Regions from separate parts of the Zea mays genome. Here region 2 is linked to region 1. Evidence: chromatin contacts called from public Hi-C data. All regions are on one chromosome and are shown on one strand. The core of a region is the stretch at or near the end of the contact, and the rest is flanking DNA. Distances in the headings are between cores, read along the strand shown.

Region 1 (6,522 bases), core at 2,808-5,307:
AAGGAAGTTGCTATATCCTACTTGTCATGGGGAAAAGAATGCACTTACATTTCCAATTCTGACAGAACCTTGGAGCCAAGGGAGTGAACGCACTTACTGTTCTGTTCAATCGATCATTCAGCTGTTCAAAATCCACCTCCTCTACCCAGCCGTTTTGGTGCGAGCCGAGGGAGTGAAGAGCTGAAAGTGGTGGTAGTCTAGTTGGTTAGCTAGCCCCTGTACAAAGGCTTGAATGAAGATGCCAATAAAACTCAGCTCTCCCCTCTGCTTGCTTGGCACTGCACTCCTTGTGCCTTACTGAAAACAAGAGCAAAAACAGACTCATGAAGATTAACAAATTTCACGGTGTATTCCTTCCTTTCCTTGTGCCTTACTGCACCACAATTAATCCAACTCAAAAGTAATAGGTGACGGTAGCTACTTTATTACATCCAGCCTTGGTCTGTCGGCAATTATGTGAAAACTGAAAAGAAAAAAGCAAACCTCAATAGATTTAGTCGCTGGTTAATTCACCCCATAGACCCACTTCTCCGCATTGCTGGTATAAGAGACCAGCTCCTTGGGTTCAAACCACAAGGCGATCTCATCCTTTGCTGTCTCCGGGCCATCACTTCCATGAATGATGTTTCTGGTGTGTTCATAACAAGCTTGTGAGTTTGTTGTAATAAGCTTGCATGATGCGAAACGCAAATCTCAAGAGAGTTTGTTGTAATAAGCTTGCATGATGCGAAACGCAAATCTCAAGAGAAAAGGTAAGGTACCTAACCTTCCCACAACAACGCCAAGATCGCTCCTGATGGTTCCTGGTTCAGATTTATGTGGGTCTGTGGCACCAATTAGTTTTCTCCCATACTTGATGACACCCTCTCCTTCCAAAACCTAGAGAAAATCAGTCACCTTTTCTTGTCCATGTATGTAAGCACAACTCTTTCTGTAGGGTTGTTCGTTCCTTCTTACCATTGCAAGTACAAGGCCAGAGCTGAGGAAGTCACACAACCCGTTGAAGAAAGGCCTTTCCTTGAGATCATGGTAATGCTTCTCAGCGAATCCTTTGGATGGGACAATCAGCTTGATGGCAACAAGCTTGTAGCCTTTTCTCTCGAATCGGGATGCACAAGTTGACTTTCAAAAGTATGAAAACAACAAAATATCTCCCTTCGGACTCCTAACTCGAATCCCGCAGAGATCTCCAAGAAATGTGCCAGTGCGCTAATTAATGGTTCCAAATGAAACCGCATGCATCAAGAACTCACCTGGTACGGATCCAGCGAGTCGAATCCGAGCACCACATCAGCGAGAACCCCTAGGAGGAAGACGAGCCGAGCATGGTGAAACGGAAGAGTCAGAACCGTTGTAGAGCACAAGCAAACAGAAGGTAGGTACCAAAGAGAACCCGCACCGTTCTTGTCCGGGACGAGGAACGACATTGGTGAGGCGGACCCGGACACTCTCGCCGTCTAGATCAAAGAGCTCTGGCGCAGGCGGCGGCGACGCGAGCTTCGGGAGGATCAGCGGCCTGGGAGAGGCCAATCGGAGGCGGAGCAGCGGCGTGGGGCAGAGAAGATGGTGACGGAGGCGAGCAGGTAGACAGAGGCGAGGAGGATGAGGAAGAAGGGCGGGGTGGCGCAAAGCACCCTGCTGGCTGCCGGCTGAGGACGGCTAGGTGGCTGGCGAGGCTGAAGATGTGTAGGGTTTGAGGATGGCCCAGGAAGGCCCATTAATTCTATAGCAACCCACCGCTAGTCCCCGACGACATCTATAGCGACCAATCATAAGTTGTTAAAATTCTAGACTTTTAGCGACCAACCGACCGTTGCTACAAAAGGATTTAGCGACTGACCGTCGGTCCCTAACCTTTAGCAACCAACAGTTGGTACCTAATAAGGGTCGCTAAAGATCAATCGTCGTGTAGTGTATGACAAATTGAATTTAAGTTTCATAAATTAATCATGTGAGTGTCCGAGCCGCTCATGACCGTGAGCACGGCTAGTATACCAGTTTTACACTCTGCAGAGTTTGCGCATCTTTACCCACAAGTCGTGTTACCCATTTGCCACAGAGTTGATCAGACCCCATAAACCTCTACCAAGGAAGCGAGGCAGGGTACCACTACGAGGCCTTTACAAAGTTCCACTAGCTTCAGAAAACCCGCTATAGTTTATAGAAGCTCCAGTGCAGGAATCCCTCGCCTGACCGCCATCGCAGCAAAATCAACCCAAGGACCTCTCTACACGGACCACTCCCCTACTGCCATTGCCCCATTCGGGTAAGGTAGTCATCCATTAGCTTTCCTAGTTAATCAGCCAAGGGCATCCCATACTACCCTTGTGGTAGCACTGTTTTCCCGGGTGGTTCTCCATGTTCCCATTAACATAATGATCTTATCATGAACAGTAAATATAACTGATAACAAAAGTGTATAAAAGAGTGATGTATATCTCCATACCCAAAACCGCATAAAGCAATAGCATATACTACCCAAAAATATTCAGTGGTAAAACAAGGTATAAAAATAGCCAAAACTAAGGTAACCTATTGGATCCCATCAAAATTAACCTATGCAGATCATTATATTTAATAAGAACATGACTGGGTAAAAACGAAGTGATAAAGGGCACAACTTGCCTTCAACGAGCTCCTGCTCAGCAGTCTCTACCAGCTGAACCTCAGGATCCTCGGTGACTTGCTCGTCTACTCGCATCAATACAAACATGCATAATATAAAGGAGAAATTAATATCACACCAAACATGTGAATACAATATACAATAAAAATCTACACTATAAAATAAGATCCTAGGAACAAGAATCATTAATTTTGGAGTTATAGTTTTTAAGATATGAATTTCTAAAGGTTTTATGTATTTAATACAAGATTAAGTAATAGATAAATTTTAGTGTGTCTTTAATGCCAAAACAGTGGTACTAATGGATAAACAATAATATTACAAAAATTTAGGAACTGGAATGGACCAATTTGGAGTTCATATGAATTTTCTACAAATTAAACAAGTTTCTGCAATTAATTTAATACTAAAAATCTATTTCTAATTTAATTTCCCTAGTTTTTCTGTTCTCTGGACTGGGCGCCTATTTCTGGAAAACACAAGGACCTCGGGGTAATTCTTCCTATGACTCAGAGTGCTGTACAGGGTGGACTGCGGGTTAAATCATTAATAACCTAAGGTCTCTTTAGATAACATGTCACGCAAAGGGGTATCCCCGCGTACTGGCCGTCGGATCTCGCGCAAGTGGTGTGGATTAGATCTGCCCGGATAAAACTCAGAGCGCCGCAGATAACCATCCGATTGGGAACCGACGACAGGGATTTAAAATGTTAGGATCACTATGCGACCGTCCATTTACGATCTAACGGCTAGGATCTGCTCCAACGAAGGGTTACGTGTTCATCTAATCTACACCGTCCGTAACGGATTAAACGGCAAGAGAGCTGTCTTCCTCCAGCCGCCAGACTTACCGGCGACACAGCCGCCCGGTGCGGTTGCGCCATGGTCGGATCCCCTAAATCTCGGTACCACGCGCAAAACACTAATTCGCAGGGCGCTACACGATTCCCTACGTCTGGCGAATGCTACGAACGGGCACGTACCTTACAATTCACCGCGGACGAACCCGACCACGATGAGTAGCGCATTGGCGGGATTGGTTGGGCTCCAGCGAGAAATTCCCAACACCTGGGACGCCGCCGATGCTCGCCACCATGCTAGAAACGGGCGGTTTCTCTTGCGCTCCCCGCTAAGCCCCACTGACCGAGAACCGCACCTTCGAGCGGTAGAATCCACGAACGCGCACTCCCTCGTTCCGCCCGTCTCGACGGTGCACCCTCTCCCTGGTTTTGGTTGTTGCGGTATGGTGAGTAAGGGAAGAAGTCAACCCCTACGCATCGTATTTATGGCCCGAGGAGCCACGACTCTATCCCAAGGCGCATGGACTCCGTCACCCGATTCTCAGACCACACCGTACGGAGCCGCTCCAACAGAATGCCCATGAGATGGGGAAGACTGATCTGACCAGCGGGGCCACACGACCAAGGGAGGTGCTTCGCGCACGAAATACCCGAGACTGACGGCATGGGCCCGCCTGTTGGGGTCAGCTGGAGAGTGGCGTGCACGACAGCACGAGACGTCAGTAGTTGGGTCGCGCAGTGGTTAAGGGAGGAAGTGGGCCGAAATGGATTGGAGCTGGCCCAAACGGCGTTTTAAACTTTTTTTTATTTTCCACCTTCTTTTCTTCCTTCCCAAATTCAAACTTCCCTTTCCAATTTAAATTCCATTCTTGTGACAAATTTATCCTCAAGTTTATATTGCCATTAAAAACTGACTTTGAAGATACATCTTTTATATAGATATTCTATAAATTCTATATTCTTTCTCTTTCTATTTCTTTTTCTATGTTGTTTTTCCAAATTCCTAAATTGTAACTTAGGTTAAATTCAAATTTGGATAATAATACGATTTTTTTATTAACATTGCTGGTATAAAATGCACAAACAAATAAATCCAATATGATGCATAGGTTATTTAGGTGTCTTTTGTTAATTGTTTACTAGGTATTTGCTCGTGCGTTGCCATGGAAGCTAAAATTAGTATAAAATATAAATATATAACAACAAACGTCACTATGATAAGCAAAATCCATGACAAAATATTATCAGAACAATAATATTATATTAACGATATAAACATGTAATGTTGATATAAATCTTCCGACTCAAATAAAATAAATTAATGTAGAGAGAACATTATAATATCACACAAATTATTTTTAAAGAATCAATATAGAAATCGACCTTTAGAGGCCCTTTTGCTAGGGACGATTCTTATCACCGAGACCATTGATTATGTCACATTTCTTCTCAGGCGCGAACAAATATCTCAAAAAATGCTATGTATGAACATCAAGCATAGAACTCTAAAATTTTGAACGGTCATGTGGGATAAAATCACCAGCAACCGCGTGAAAGTGAGACGCGACAGAGGCTAAGAAAAATCATTAGAATCAACTATTAGCAACATGCAGTTCGCTTTAAGTTCAATCTCGATACATCAACAAGGAATAGACTTCTTTTGATGAGTTAGACAGATGCTTAAAAGCTTTACAACCAACTTATTATTTTTTGCACAATCCAGCAACAATTCTAAGACCTAAAGCCAGTAGCAGTATATATCCAACATGGGTTGAAAGGGCCTGATGCTGAATGGAGCCACAGTCATATCCTTCTACCCACCCTGCCTACAAAAACACAACTTCCCAAAACCTATAAAAATAGAAATTGAAAACGACCAATACTACCCTCGTTGGTTCCTTGATCAGTCTGATATTCTAATCTCTACTCCTAGCACATCCTTTACACAACCTCGTAAGTCACAAATGCAATGGAAATTAAGGGCACCACCTGGAGACGACAAAACAAGGGCAGGATGTTAGAAACAGACTACATAGAATTTTACAGAACAAAATATTGACAGAAATCTAGAAACAATTTGCCAGCTAACGTTAGGCAACATCAAAAGTCTTTAAAGTTTTCTTAGAAGGATTACCTTGACTGAGTTCGGCACAAGACCCTTGTATAGAGCACCAACTCTGTGGCGAACAGTCTTCCTGAATGCATCGATCATGCCATTGTACTGGAGTGCTTCTTTGACTTGCCCAATAACAATAGAGTCAGCATGGCTCCATCCAACCATATGCATTCTTCTACTGATGACATCAAGAGGGTATGCAACAGTCTGGCCAATGGTTCCAGCCACAGCTCCGCACTCAAGCCTTGTAACTACGTGAATCTCGTTGTCATTTGCAAGGCCAAATGAATTTGTCTAGATTAGCTAGTCTTTGAGGGACTCGTATACAACGAAGTTGAGACCGACCATATGGAACCTTCATGAAGATAACCAACCAAAAAGTGATAAGTAGTTATTAGAGAAGATTTTTCAGAATTTGGGCAATGTAGATATCAGAAGAAAATTTCATCAATGTTAGAAAAGAGAAATATGGTTGAATCGTGTTTGTTGCGGCTAGTCTTCATGTTTTTGTCACACTTGTCTGCAATTTCTAGGAAAATTACTTTCATATTTTGTGGTCTTTAGTCGCTAAGCAAAACAAGCATGACATAGCAGAGAATAAGCTTTCAAAACCAGAGACAATGATATGTAGAGACACTGGCAAAATTTTCAAATAGTTTGGTTGTAATACCTTTTTGTGAACACTGTAGAACCCACTATAATGAACTGTTGCGCCCAAGAAGGAATCGATCAAACTTCCATATAGGCCGACAGCTGTGCCAAGGGTATAGCTAGCAGCTGGTTCTAGAATACATCAGGAGCACATTGAGTGGTGAAAAATTCTATCAGCACAAATGCAAGCCCAATCGAGAATCGAGCTGCTGGTGCAAGAAGCCCATCTATGGTTACACCACCAATGGTAGCCTGCCGCACTCTGAACAAATCAGAAGGAAACAGTGAAAAATTATATGTTTGCTAATGATTTGTGCAATCATAAAAAA
Region 2 (6,786 bases), core at 3,971-6,470, 380 kb before region 1:
CAAAGGGGAAGATAGCACTTCAAAGGCTCTAATGATTCCGTTTTTGGCGATTCATGCCAACAAGGGGGAGAAATGAGCCCAAAGCAAAAGGACCGCACCACCACCACCAATTTCAAAAACTTAGTGCTTTCCAAAAGTATTTATCAATTGGTATCCTATTATGTTCAAAAGGGGGAGAAAGTAGTATTTCAAAAATGGTATATCAAAACCCTCTTGAACACTAAGAGGTGGATCTCTTTTAGGGGGAGTTTTGTTTAGTCAAAGGAAAAGCATTTGAAACAGGGGGAGAAAATTTCAAAATCTTGAAAATGCTTTACAAACTCTTATTCATTTACCTTTGACTATTTGCAAAAGAACTTTGAAAAGGATTTACAAAAGAACTTGCAAAAACAAAACTCGTGGTGCAAACGTGGTCCAAAATGCTAAATAAAGAAAGAACCATTCATGCATATCTTATGAAATCAATATTGGTTTAAATTCCAAGCAATCTTTGCACTTACCATATGCAAACTAGTTCAATTATTCTCTTATATATTTGCTTTGGTTTGTGTTGGCATCAATCACCAAAAAGGGGGAGATTGAAAGGGAAATAGGCTTTAAACCTTTTCCTAAATGATTTTGGTGATTGAATGTCCAACACAAACAATTGGACTAATTAGTTTGCTCTAGATTATATGTTCTACAGGTGCCAAAGATTCAACATAAAACCAATAAAAAGAATAAGACAAGAGTCAAAATAAAGGAGCAAAGGGGCAACCGAAGGCACCCCTGGTCTGGCGCACCGGACTGTCCGGTGTGCCACCGGACAGTGAACAGTACCTGTCCGGTGCACCAGGGAACTCAGACTCAAACTCGCCACCTTCGGGAAAGTCCAGGGCCGGCGCGCTATAATTCACCGGACTGTCCGGTGTACACCGGACAGTGTCCGGTGCTCCAACGGAACGCGGCCTCAGGAACTCGGCAGCCTCGGGATTTCACGAAGACTGCTCCGCTAAAATTCACCGGACTGTCCGGTGTACACCGGACTGTCCGGTGTGCCAGCGGAGCAACGGTCATCTTCGCGCCAACGGTCGACTCTGACAGTAAACAGTGCAGAACAGTACACGCGGCAGAAGTCAGAGCAGAAGATCAGAGAGGCACCGGACTGTCCGGTGTGCACCGGACTGTCCGGTGCCACATGAGGACAAAGCCTCCAACGGTCGACCAGCTCCAATCTCAACGGCTAGGATGACGTGGCTGGCGCACCGGACATGTCCGGTGTGCACCGGACTGTCCGGTGCGCCCATCGCCAGCAGCTTCTCCAACGGCTACAAAATTGGATGGTGGCTATAAATACCACCCCAACCGGCCACTTCAAGGGTGGGAGTCCAAGCAACATTCCAAGTCATCTAGTTGACATACTCAAGCCCTCCCAACCACATATATTCATTGATACATCCTATACACAAGATCTAGCCCACTACAACCAACACAAGTGCCACAAAAGAGAGAGCGAGCAATTGAGAGCTACTCAATTGAGTTTAGCCCTAGTGCCTTGTGAGATTCATTGAGAGATAGTGTGTGCTTCATCTTTGTGTTCATTTGCGCGTGGAGTTTTGACTCCCATTCAAACTTCCTCCAAAGTGTTGGAGACTTGTAAAAGCTAGCAAGAGACACCAAAGAGTGTGGTGGTCCTTGTGGGATCGAGAGTGATCCTTGTGAAGAAGAAGAGCTCGCCGATCCTTGTGTGATCGGGAGAGAGAGAGGGAAAGGGTTGAAAAAGACCCGTCCTTAAGTGGACTCCTCAACGGGGACTAGGCCTTCGAGGGCCGAACCTCGGTAAAACAAATCACCCGTGTTCATTGTGTTTTGCTTGTGATTTGTTTGCTTTCCCTTACTCTAAGTTCTCTTGCACTATTCTTTGCTTATATCATTTGGTGTTGCTTTAAGTTAAATTCTCATTTAGTGAAGCAACACTCCGCAAGAAAGAACTTTACTTATTGCTCTTCCCATCTAAGCCTTCTTGCTTTACTATTCATATATCTAGTAGTTGTATTGATTATCAATTCCGCATTATTTCAAAGCAACTTTCATTACAAGCAAAGGACTTACCTTTTATATACTCCGATAATTGTTTATCTTGTTCTAAACCACTAATCAAGGGATCTAGTTGGGGGATAAAGTTTTAATTTTCAGGTTTCGCCTATCCACCCCCCCTCTAGGCGACTTTCACATGGCCTTCAAGATTCGCATGCGTGGGGCTCGAGTTGGAGGCAGACATATAGCCACCTAGGCTATCGCCTAGGGTGTTGCCTAATTTTTGTATCTTTTCTTAAATTATGAGAAATCACGTGATTAGTTACCTTGTTTCGATGGTATTTATATAATATGTGTCCTAAATTTTTATTTGCACTTTGTTGCGTGTTTTAAGTATGTAATACTTTCTCCATTCCAAAATATAGTTTTTTGTAACCTCATTTTTACGTCCATATTCAGATAAGTGATAATGAATATAGACATATATACAAAATATATTTATATTTAGTCTAACACGAATTATATATTTTAGGACGGAGGAAATATACGTTTTCATCCTTATAATAGATTAACTGATAAAGAAGAATAAAGATATTGTTTTATAATAACGTTTTTCGTATGTTAGCTATCTTTACGTTACGATACGGTTGTCATGTAACTTTTGAAATCTATTTTTGACGTGCTTTTGTTATAAATTAATATAGGGGTTTAACAAATCCTAATTTTGTCACTATGGGGCCATAATCAATGGTATAGTGTATGGTTGGCGAAGGGGAGACAGAGACAGGAGTGAAGATAGATAGTGACATGTTCCTCACAATTTATGATTTGTGAAGATCCTTTATTATTGTATGAGTTTGCTTATAAGTGTACTCTTCAAAAAAAAGTATTTAGATTTTCTCCTAAATAATAGCGATTGCACGAATTAAATGAGCATCTTACTTGCTTATGAGAGTTAGTTTTGGTAGGACGGTTTCTAGTAGATTTCAGAGTTAGGGGGATAAGAAAAATCCCTAAAACCAAAACTAATCTACCAGTTCCCTACAGCATCCATTGTACCGGAGCCCACACCAATCTAGAAACTCGACCTCACATTGTGGTCCACGATTGGTATTGTCACAACTCGAACGACATCCGTTTTAGCAATCCTCCGAGAGCGTCAATTTCAGAAAAAGAAGACTTCGCTCATCTCAACTCATGGTTTCATTCCACCCATTTTCCTCCGCCTCGCCTTTTTTTTCTAAGCACATTTTGTTTCCAAACTTTTTTTTTGTGCACTCCGTGTGCTCCATCTGGCAGTTGCTGGAGGAACACAGCACACAATCGCAATGGCGCACCTGCCGCAGCTGAGATTATTGCCATCATGGAACACGACAGTGTTGGTTTCGACGAAATAGAGGTGTAGGTAAGGGCTTCGATAATTTGGAGCCGCAGACGACAGCAAAGCGCTGATATGGACATGAAAACTCTATTAGTTGTTACGGACACTAATTAATCACACGCCGTCATCTCATCAGCCTGTCCGCCTTCAACTTCCGCCCGCCGGCGGCGCTGGACATCGGGCTCACCCTCACCGTGCACGCCACCAACCCCAACGTCGTGCCCGTGCGCTACGGGCCCTCTACCGTCTCCATCCTCTACGGTGGCGCGCACCTCGGCACCGCCCGCCTCAACGCCGGCGAGCAGCCCGCCACCTCCTGCCGCCTGCTCCACCTCCCGGCGCGCCTCGACGGCGTCGAGCTCGCGCAGCGCGCCCGCGCCCTCCTCTTCGACGTCGCGCGCCGCCACATGGAGCTGGACGCGGCCGTCGAGATCGCCGGCGAGGCCGCGGTGCTGCTCTGGTCCCGCCCCTTCTCCGTCCGCATCGACAGCCACATCACCGTCGACCCCGTCTTCCTGGAAGTCGTCGACCAGGAGAACCGCTTGGAGATGCAGCTCTACCTCGCTTCAATTTTTTTTACCAACTAGACTAGAGTAGATGCATGACAAAGTGGTATGTGCCCAGTAGTCTTCAGTTCAGCAGATTTACATTTTTGAGTCTCGAGCAGATGCATCTCTTGTGGAAATCTGGACTATAGTTATGCATATAAATAATTTATTGTTCGAACTGTCAACACGACGACCTAGTTTTCCTGAATGCAGTTTGATAGCTTTTGCTTGAAATTTTACGTCCTTATGACATGACTCGGTTTCTTTTCTCCTGGATGTTCATTTGTACACATCTAACATTATTCTTGTTCGGGTTTACAAAGGAAGGAGTTCTCGTGGAAGGCCTGTTCTGGAAGGATGTTGAGAAGCTGATTGATGACTACAACAGTGAGCGCAAGAGTAAATGAATTGGTAGCTCGTGTCTCTGGCCATCTGGGGAGACATTGGCTGTCTAGAGAAATCCCTCAAAGTTTAGCTTAATCTGAACAGGCATTTTTGCTATACTGTACCGGTTGACCAGTGAATGAATGATGTTCTAGACATTAACCCTAACGTCGTGTCCATGCTTGTAACCTGTTTGTTCTGGTGCTTCCATACGGCGGAGCAGATTTTGAAGAGAAATGGAACAAATCGTTAAATCACATTATTTCGTTACTGCGGCCACTTTTGCAGGGTTTAAGCGTACTTCCGAATAGCTTAGAAGACAAATCTTGATGCATAGAGATCATGCTTTGACGTCGCTCACTATACTGAATTACTGATACTATGGTGTTTCGTACACAAGCAGGATAAACATTATTTATAGTTACGCTTTCAGAAGCAGCAGAAGCCGCTCAAAGTCAAAAGGTTTGGAGAACTCAAACAGCTGCTCAAAGTGTGGTCCTGAACTCTGGTATTTGCTGTACATCAGGCACGGAGCTTCAGAATCCTTCTTGTAACCCTGGGATCTACTCAACGTGTTTGTTATTGATCAAGAAACTCCCTTGCCTTTCCGCACTGGGAGATCAATACCGATCTGACTGAGTAACGATAGCCTCGACCCGATCTATCGATGCATGCAACTTTCCATAGTTCATACTGAAGACTGGTTCTCCTGTGCCAACAGCCCTGTGTAGAGCAAATATGTCGATGATAGTGTTCGTGAGTTCAAATTGTGCTCAGGAACTAGGATCTTTGCTCGAATGCTTCTAATAATTATAAGTAATTCATTTAAGTAGCGTTAGTGCTGATTCAGACTTACCCATAAATCTCAGGAAGCACATACTCTGCTTTCCATACAATCCTCAAATCAAACCCTGGTAACAAGCTGAGTTTTGACGAGAGCGCAGCGGCCTAGCGCCTTGACGTCGTCGATGCGATTGAGGACGTCGAGCAGCACCGCGTCGTGGAGCCGCTCGAACTGGTCAGCGGCCTCGGCCCCGCCGCACGAGCACTCCTCCTGCTGCTGCCGCGCCGCCTCCATCCCACGGAGGTTGCAAGCAGCCAGGCACACAGATCGGGATCGGGGAGAGGAGCCCGTGTGCTCGTGCTCCCGCCACCTCCTGGCTCGCCGCCGTTCGCGACCATCTCGCCGTCCGAGTCCGACACCACGGCCCCCCTGGGATGACGGCGCTGAACACGGCAGCCTGGCCAAGGAGATTTATTCTCACGGCGGGAGATTAAGGTAGTGTTTGGTTACTAGGGACTAATTTTTAGTCCCTCCATTTTATTCCATTTTAGTCTATAAATTGCAAAATATGGAAACTATAACTCTATTTTAGTTTCCATATTTGACAATTTAGTGACTAAAGTGGAATAAATAGGAGGGACTAAAAATTAGTCTCTAAAACCAAACACCCCCTAATTAGTGTCCGTAACAACTAATGGGGTTTTTATGTCCATATCAGCGCTTCGTCGTCGTCTACGCCTCCAAACTGTCGAAGCCCTTCTCTACACCTCCATTTCGTCGAAACCAACTCTGTCGTGTTCCATAGTGGCAATAATCTCGCCGCAGCTGCCTTCACCTTCACCCCTTGTTTTCGACGATTCCATTGCTCCTCCCTCAAAGGCCACGGCCTTTTCAGGAACCAACTGTGACAATCCAGTCAATTATGATCTCTAGCCCCCCTCCTTCCGGCTCCTGTCATCCTGCGCATGCCATCGGGGCGCTCGCCGGGACAACATTTACCTCGACAGCGACGCCGCCGCTCTCCCTCGACGAGAGCTCGTAGCTGTGTCCGCGCAAGGCTTACTCCTTTCTTGGCCCCGACCCCTTCTCCCCGCCGCCGGCGCCGCGCTTGGCTTGATGCTCGACGTCTGCGCGCCACACGGGCCCGCCAAGCTCCCGGCTGCGTTTGTCGCCGGCGTGCGAGTCGCCTGGGTCGCCGGCAGGTGGTGGTGGCGATCCGTGGCGGTGGGGGCGGCGCGCCATGGCGTCACCACGCGGGCGTCGTTCTTCGGGCTCGATTCCCAGGTTGGTTGGCCCTCCTTCCCCGTTCTTGAGCACTTCGTCGAACAGTTGGGGAGCAGCTCCGATCGCGCTTCTGGGGTCTTGGCAGCGTCTAGTTCTACAAACTTCAACAGTAACGTTTATAGTTCTGTAGGAAATATAGCTGCGGTCCGGTAATAGCTCATCCAGTAGTTTACCCTGATTGTCGGGGAAAATTTTGTCCTTCAGTGCTATATGATGCTAGACATCCGCTTGGATTTTCTTTCTTGTTTGCTTGCATCGATAGCTCCATGCCAGACTTGCCAATTTTGTATTGAGTATTTTCCTACTTCCATGTGTGATGGATGAGACGATGATGCTGTATTTGATTGATAGAATGATTTCTTGTAGAATTTTCAGACAAGGGACCCGTC

Evidence for each region. Hi-C and Micro-C count contacts between places; a contact is called where the count stands out from the background.
Region 2: a contact with region 1 is called in a Hi-C map of ear, with 2.4 times the contacts expected there. The contact joins the promoter of LOC103646963 here to the enhancer-like site in region 1. A contact is called at or near these places in 2 of 25 Hi-C or Micro-C datasets (ear and tassel).

The regions. Positions count from the first base shown.
Region 1 is chr2:132,980,661-132,987,182 of Zm-B73-REFERENCE-NAM-5.0, reverse strand. It overlaps the pseudogene LOC103648921. Among protein-coding and RNA genes, the nearest start is that of LOC103646962, 310 kb to the right of the region's middle. Within about 2 kb of position 4,057, at least 16 of the 20 cell types and tissues checked have an H3K27ac peak or open chromatin away from gene starts, as enhancers often do. A contact at or near this core is called in ear and tassel, where this site is marked.
Region 2 is chr2:133,366,280-133,373,065 of Zm-B73-REFERENCE-NAM-5.0, reverse strand. LOC103646963 (probable NAD kinase 2, chloroplastic) reads left to right here and starts at 5,220. Exons shown (of 8, transcript XR_004856329.1): 1 at 5,220-6,397; 2 at 6,764-6,786. LOC103648924 reads left to right here and starts at 3,517. Exons shown (of 1, transcript XM_035965077.1): 1 at 3,517-4,586. The coding sequence starts at 3,517. The coding sequence ends at 3,984. LOC103646964 (a long non-coding RNA gene) reads right to left here and starts at 5,651. Exons shown (of 2, transcript XR_562571.4): 1 at 5,186-5,651; 2 at 4,845-5,052.